2 separate regions of the Mustela erminea genome follow, and region 2 is linked to region 1. A link is a contact called in public Hi-C data. All regions are on one chromosome and are shown on one strand. The core of a region is the stretch at or near the end of the contact, and the rest is flanking DNA. Distances in the headings are between cores, read along the strand shown.

Region 1 (3,643 bases), core at 1,025-3,524:
GTTAGACAGGGTCCCAGCTTCTTGGCACATGGTGAACAATCAGTCCAGCCTAGCAGAAGCCCTGGGCAAACAGCCCCTACGTCCCTCTAGAATGTAGCACTCCTGAGCCCTAGCCTTGGCACAGTTAACTCATCACCCTTTACCCCCTTTCCCACACTGTGCCCTCCCTATCATGGCATGACCTTGGCAGTCACTCTGCAAGGTGAATGGGAAGAAGGGAGAAAAGTCATCTGGTTTGGTGAATAAGGGATGAGAGAAGACAGGCTAGCTACCACAGGACCATGGTTTTGTGAAATGAGGCATCAAGGTTTATGGGCCAGTCACACAGTCTGTGTGCGGACAAGTTCCTGGGAGCACCTGGAAAGACAAAGGATGGCACCGTGTCTTTGATTTTTGACCGTCCGACCGATGTAAAACACACACACACGCACAGGCACACCTGCTACTTAGAAAAAGACCCGGATGGTCCTCTGCCACATTGTGGGGGTGGGCGCTGGGCATCTTGACATCACGAACACTCATCTGAGCCAAATGGAGGAGTAAGGGAGCAAGGGAGAGGCTCCTGGTTGCTGGGGCTAGGCGCCTGCAGCGCAGGGCATGTGTCCCGAGGAAGGGATTCTCTTCTGAGCTTGGGCTCTCAGTGGCTCAGGTCCTGGAAAACTGCCCGCCTCACTGGGCTTCCTTCCCACAGCCTCCTCCAACACAAACCTCCAAAGGAGATTTGGGGAAAACCAAACAAAACCCACATCTCCATAGGTCCTTACTTATGGGGGGAGGGGAGTGGGAAAAACATGGTCCCTCCCCTGCCTCAAAAGTAGCCCCAGGGCCCCACTGCATTTTGGATTTGGGAGGCTGGCACTCCTTCCTCCCAGCGGCCCAGAAAGGAGGAGAGGGAGTGGAGTCTCGAAGGCATCTTCGGTCCCCATCCTTTCCGGCACCCAATCACGCTGCCCCCCTCTCCCTACACACAGTAGGTGTGGAGATCCAAGACTCCAGAGTTGCCAGAGGCAAAACAAACCAGAATCAATTCACCCTAGAGTTTCATCCACGAGGCATTTTCTTAAAAAAAAAAAAAAAAAAATCAGTTTGGGCTGACTCCCGCTGAGAACGAAGAGGGGGGTGGGGTGTACCGAATGCAGAGTTTCCTGGACACATTCCTAGTCTCCTCCCCGCAGAAATGTGCCTGGGAGCGGGGAACACCTACCGGACCTCTCAGCCGAGTCTGTCCCTGTCAGGCCCCTCGGATGCACATTCTTTCAGCGGAGCCGTTGTTAAATCTGGGACCACGACCCCAGCCATGCACCTTTGGTGCACCAGCGCACGCAACTCCCTGAACACCCCACCCCCGTTCCTAAGTAAGCACACAACTCCGGCTCTCGCTAGCTTAAGGAACCCAAGCAAAGTCTCAAAGTCGGACTGCAGCCCAGCCAGGATCCAGCCCTACCCGGACTCCAAGCCGACCACGAACACCCGGAGGCTGCCAGGGCGCTTAGAGCGAGCAGGCGAGGGTAGCCGGTAGCCCACTGAGTTCTTTAAGCTTTGCGGGTCCGCCTCCCTCCCTGCCTCCCGAGCCCTCTTTGTTTTCCAAATGCTCCAACGCTGACGTCACCGGGCTGGACGGCCGGCTGCATTCTTTCTAAGTGAGAGCCATTCCGTGGCTCCAGAGAGGATTTTCCAAGGAAGACAAAGAGGAATTCTTGGACTAGTTGGGGGCAAAGACACCTGTAATCCCCACCTAACCAGTTCAACCCCAGGGCCCTGCAACTTGAACTCCGAGCGGCGCCTCCTGCCCTGTTCCGCGCCCCTCTCCCAGGCCCACGACCCACTACAGGGGACTCCGCTCTCCCCAAAGGCTGCCCCTCTGCCCCCGCCCCAAGGGACCCGCGCGCCAGCGACAGCTCCAGACCCAGGCACGCTGCGAGGGGCCGGCAGAGAGGAACGGCTCAGGGCCGCCTCCGCGGCTTCCTCGAAAGGGCGCACTTCACCCAGGGGACGCTCGGTGCGTCCGGCTCCCGCTCCCGGAAAAGGGCGGGCTGCACGGGGTCTCTGGCTCCGGCTGGACGCGCGTCTCCCCGGGCCCGCGCGTTCCCCGAAGCCCGGAGGCGCCTTCCTTACCGCTGTGGCCCGCAGGTGCTCGGCGTAGTCAGACCCGACGACCCGGCCCGGCCCGGCCCGGCCCGGTCCGGCCCGGCTCGGCTCGGCTCGGCAGCGGAGGTGTGCACTCGGCGGTGGCGCCGACGCTCTGGCCGCTCGGGCCCCAGCGCGCAGCCCCAGAGTCGGCCCGCGCCGGAGGCGGCTGCTATGCCAGGAATGTGAGAGTTTCAGGTTCCCCCTCGGGATCAAAGCGAACCACAAATAACCTCTCAGCGCACCGCCCTCCTCCGCCCTCCGCCTCCTCCCGCTCCCTCCTCCCGGCCCCCGCCTTCCTCTCGGGAGGCGGCGCTGCGGGCTGAGCCCGGAGCTCCCTTCCCGGGCCGCCCAGAGCCCTCTAGGACGCCCTACACCTCTCCCGCCTCCACACCCCATCGCCACGCTTTGCCTTTAGGGCTGCTGCGGACGAATTCATCTCCTCGGCCATTACCGTCCCGCAAACCCGTCCCCGCCTTCCACCCACTCTTTCATTCCTGTGCGCGGACAGGGACACCCGAAAGCTGGACAATCGCGTATCCCTGAGGGGTTCTGGGTTTTGCTGCGGCGGAGGGGTTCGGGGAGTGTGTGTGTGTGTGTGTGTGTGTGCGTGTGTGTGTGCGCGCGCGCGTGCGCGCAATGTGACTACAATGATGTCCACACCTGCCTGGCTTGGACCCTAAGCCCCCGTCCCTGGTGAAAAGAGAAGCCGCTTCTAGCTCTAGTCTCTTCCCTAACCCCCACTGTTTTCACTGCCAGCGGCAACCTTTGAATTGCCCTGTTATTGTTTACAAACACCTTCACCAGCTCTTTGGGGGCCTGTCTCCACAGGAAGTGTGAATCTGGGTTGAAAATCTTCCGGTTAATTTGATCCACCTAACCCACTGAATCACCCGCCGCCAGGCGCTCTGTCCAACTCTTCCGGAAAAGGGACTGATGGGCACCCCGAAATTTACGCAGGGCGCATGGTGTGCCACCACCCGCTTTTCGCCTCGTCATCCGGGTCAGCCCTCCTAAATCATCGTCCCAGGGAATTCTGTTATCCTTTCTGTGTTATACACGAGGAAGCCAAGGCTCAGGGAGGTTAATTAGCTTGATACAGAGCAGAAGCGATGAAGCCAGGTAACCACTGGCTGCTATTTTTCATTCTCAAAACCCTTCCGTTTCCACCAGGATCCAGGCTCCCTATAGAGGGACAGGACAGACCCTGGGAGCCCGAGGAAGGGGCTCCATTCCAGTCTCTTCTTCATTTCCCCCAACACACCTACCAGTCAGGGGCCTTCCTTGATGTCTACCTCTGTTGCTCCTGGTATTCTTCATCTGGGTGGAGTGATTTCCTCTGCCCTTCCGACCCTTACTACCCCCCAGTCCCCTGAGCTGGTCCATCCATGTTGATACACAACTTTTCAGACGCACTCTCCCCACCTGCCCTCACCCCCTGTCCCCACCTGCCTTTCTCCTCTACGACCACAGTTCAGGGTGCCATTCCTGAGCCCTGACCACACTGGGCCTCCCG
Region 2 (3,695 bases), core at 605-3,104, 72 kb after region 1:
TCTTTTTAAAATAGGGATTTGGCGGGATTGGGAGGGAGACAAACCATAAGTGACTTTTAATCTCACAAAACAAACTGAGGGTTGCTGGGGGGAGGGGGTTTGGGAGAAGGGGGTGGGATTATGGACATTGGGGAGGGTATGTGCTTTGGTGAGTGCTGTGAAGTGTGTAAACCTGGTGATTCACAGACCTGTACCCCTGGGGATAGAGTATTACGCCTCCATCAGAAAGGATGAATACCCAACTTTTGTAGCAACATGGACGGGACTGGAAGAGATTATGCTGAGTGAAATAAGTCAAGCAGAGAGAGTCAACTATCATATGGTTTCACTTATTTGTGGAGCATAACAAATAGCATGGAGGACATGGGGACTTAGAGTGGAGAAGGGAGTTGGGGGAAATTGGAAGGGGAGGTGAACCATGAGAGACTATGGACTCTGAAAAACAATCTGAGGGTTTTGAAGGGACGGGGGGTGGGAGGTTGGGGTACCAGGTGGTAGGTATTATAGAGGGCACGGATTGCATGGAGCACGGGGTGTGGTGCAAAAATAATGAATACTGTTATGCTGGAAATAAAAAAATAAATTAAAAAAAAATAGGGATTTGGCGTCTCCTAAAGCACAGATATGACAAGATCATTCCTCTAGTCAAAGACCCTGACTGTGTTCCCTATTCCTTGAGACCAAGATCTAATCTCTGTTGAGTAGTTCTCTGTTCAGCAACCCCCATGGGCCGTTCTAATATGACTTCCCTGCTTCTTCCCTAGAAAGGAGATCACATGATTTGAATTGGGGGACAAAAGCAGAAAAGATGTGTAAATATCTTTGTCAGCACTTTCTTTGTAACATTGTAATAATCTATTCACTATTCTTCTCTCACCTACTGGTATTTCTCAATGTGGTCACTATGGGTAATTTGGACAGAACAATTCTTTTTTGCAATATAGTTAAGAGCCTGGCCAACAGACCACTAAAAGCTGCAGTGTTCTCTGATGCCCTATTTTCCATCAGCCTAGTCACTGTGACCACCAAAAAAATTCCCACCTGTTTCCAAATATACCAGTTCTACTCTTAGTTGGAAGGAAGGGAGAGAGGGAGGGAAACATTAGGATTAAATGGGAAATGACAGGATATCATCACCAAAAGTCCCTTTGCCAGTGCTGCTTCTCATCTCTAGATGTATAAATCTAGCCTTTCAAAGGTTGTCTTTTTCCATAAAGCTTTCCTAAATCCCCTCGGCTGTAGATTATTCCTCTTCTTTTTATTTATTTATTTACTGTTTACTTTTTTCAGTGTACTGTCTGCTCCCAATGTGGGGCTCAAACTCATGACCCTGAGATCAAGAGTCACAGGTTCTACCAACTGAGCCAGCCAGGCGCCCAGATGATTCCTCTTCTGATTCCCCTCTTCCATGGCATTATTTCTCTCTCCATCTGTTTAGCCGTCCATCCACCTGTCCATCCATCCATTTGTCCATCTATCCAGTAAGTACTTAGTGAGCACTTACAGTGCACCAGGCACCCTGAGCACTTTCTTCTTAGATTATTGCCCTTGGCACAAGTGTTTTCTCTTCCTCAAGAAGTCCCGCAGTTAGACCATGTGCCAGAGTGAGCACTGGTCTCTGCCCAGGGCGGTGGGTGCAGGGACACTGAGATGCAGACGACACATGGGAGGAAGCATGGGCAATGATGCCGGGAGAGTGGAGGCATGATCAGGGTGTGGGTGGAGGAAAACCCCCTCTGCCCTTGGGTGGTGGCCCCACGATAAACGGGATCTGAGTCACCAGGGAAGGCAGGCCGTAACTAGGATGGGTTTATACATCAACCTCCCTCACTTCCTTTGGAGTCACTTGGTTGTTTTCAAATTCTCCACCCTTTGCCGGCCCCCGCCTCCCCTCATCACATCCAGTGTGTGTGTTGAGTGTGTGTGTATGCGTGGACATGAGCAGCTGGCTCTAGGTAAGAAGAAAATTAGCTAAAAACAGGAAATTGTGCCATTTTTGACCTATAAAAACAGCTTTTCATATGGTTCAGCACATTGAGTAAATGGAAATAAAAATCCAGGCTGAAACTCTTCATGAGCTAATGTGTTGACCATGGTTCTCAGCTCTGTGATTGTGCTCTCGTATCTTATTTCAATCAGAGGCTCTATTCTGAGACAGTCACGTTGCTGTAGTGTTAGCGGAAGAGTGAGTTCATATAGCACTTGCCTAAAAGACGGATGAAATTTAGGTGCAGACCTGCCCTGGGATTGGGTGATAACCTTGTTTCAGTTTTCTCAACTGTCCACAAATCCTGTCTTGTTGCACTTCTAGTGTTTCTCTATCTCCCCTCTCACTCTGTGGGTAGGATGGGCTAGCTTTCAGGTAGTGACGATGACAGAGGACTGGGTCAAGCTCAGGAAACAATTTCACTCATGGGTCTGTAGGATTTCATGAGGAACAGGAAGAGCTTTCAGGATGCCTGCTGGTCTGCCCAGCTTTTTTCCTGCCCCTTCTCCTGGATGTGCCTGCTTTTTGGATATCCCAAAGCTAGACACTTGGTGGCTTGAATTCTCATTCCCAGTTGAAGGCGTTTGCTGGATCCATGTGGTCACCGTCCAACATGGAACTCCTACAGATGGTTGCCATAGTTCTAAGGACCAGCTATATAATTTATGGGGTCCCTTGTTCAAAGATTGTTAAGAATTTCAAGACAGCCTCTGAGTCGGAGTCCTGTGTGGCTACACAGTCTGCATGTCCATGGAATGTGTCCCAGTTGGCTCAAGGACAAAGGCCCGGAAGGTCACAAGATGTGAAGTCTATTTAAGAGACCATCCAGGTGGGCCTGGGTGGCTCAGTGGGTTAAAGCTTCTGCCTTCGGCTCAGGTCATGATCTCAGAGTCCTGAGACTGAGCCCCACATCAGGCTCTCTGTTCAGTAGGGAGTCTGCCCCACCCTCCCCAGCTTGCCTCTCTGCCTACTTGTAATCTCTATCAAATAAATAAATAAAATCTTTTAAAAAAGAGAGAGAGAGACCATTCAGATACCTTTCTATGGCAGCAGCTTCCCCTTGTCCACTACTTTCCATACGAGCTCACAGACGGGGTGCAGCATGGCAAGGAAGTGGGGAACAAATATAACTGTGGGTAAAACAGGGCCAGATCAGGACAGGAGAAACAGTCTTTGTAGAGCCTAGTAGATCGTTCCAGGATAATGCCTAAATTCTCCAAATAACTTAACACAGACAGCTGGGAAATAGCTTAATGAGAAAGTCCCTAGGCGTGATCATGAATATTGGTTGGGGCCAGAGTCCGTCACAATTGCTGTTTCTGGCTCTCTTTCTCTGTAATCAAAGTTCTGAACTGCCCTCACCTTCCATGTGCCCTCACTTGGGCCCCTCACAAAGCACAAGCAAGGAGCCCACTAAGTGAGCCCACGAAAGGCAGCCAGCCAGAATCCCAGGGATTCACACGAACCTCTACCCAGCACTTTGGGCAACGCAGATCTGCAGAATCACTTCCAAGCCAAACACCACATTTATTCAGCATCCTCAGTTTAGTTTATCAAAAGGGCTGCGTGTGATTCAGACTTTCTCAAAGGAATAGAGCGCCCCCTGCTGGGTAAATGGCATCGCCGTTAAGCTGTCCTTTACCAATGCACCAAAATCTGAAAATACACCGTTAGTGAATTAACATCGTAGAAGACCCAGAATCAACAG

The links. A called contact is a pair of places that touch in the nucleus more often than the background predicts.
Region 2: a Hi-C map of fibroblasts shows a contact between it and region 1, with 9 times the contacts expected there. The contact joins the enhancer-like site here to the promoter of AMOTL2 in region 1. A contact is called at or near these places in 2 of 3 Hi-C or Micro-C datasets (fibroblasts and skeletal muscle).

Annotation. Positions count from the first base shown.
Region 1 is chr1:92,101,934-92,105,576 of mMusErm1.Pri, forward strand. It overlaps AMOTL2 (angiomotin-like protein 2), which reads right to left and starts at 2,275. Exons shown (of 10, transcript XM_032333551.1): 1 at 2,116-2,275.
Region 2 is chr1:92,174,082-92,177,776 of mMusErm1.Pri, forward strand. No RefSeq gene overlaps it. Among named protein-coding and RNA genes, the nearest start is that of CEP63, 11 kb to the right of the region's middle. Within about 2 kb of position 1,855, the one cell type or tissue checked has open chromatin away from gene starts, as enhancers often do. A contact at or near this core is called in fibroblasts, where this site is marked.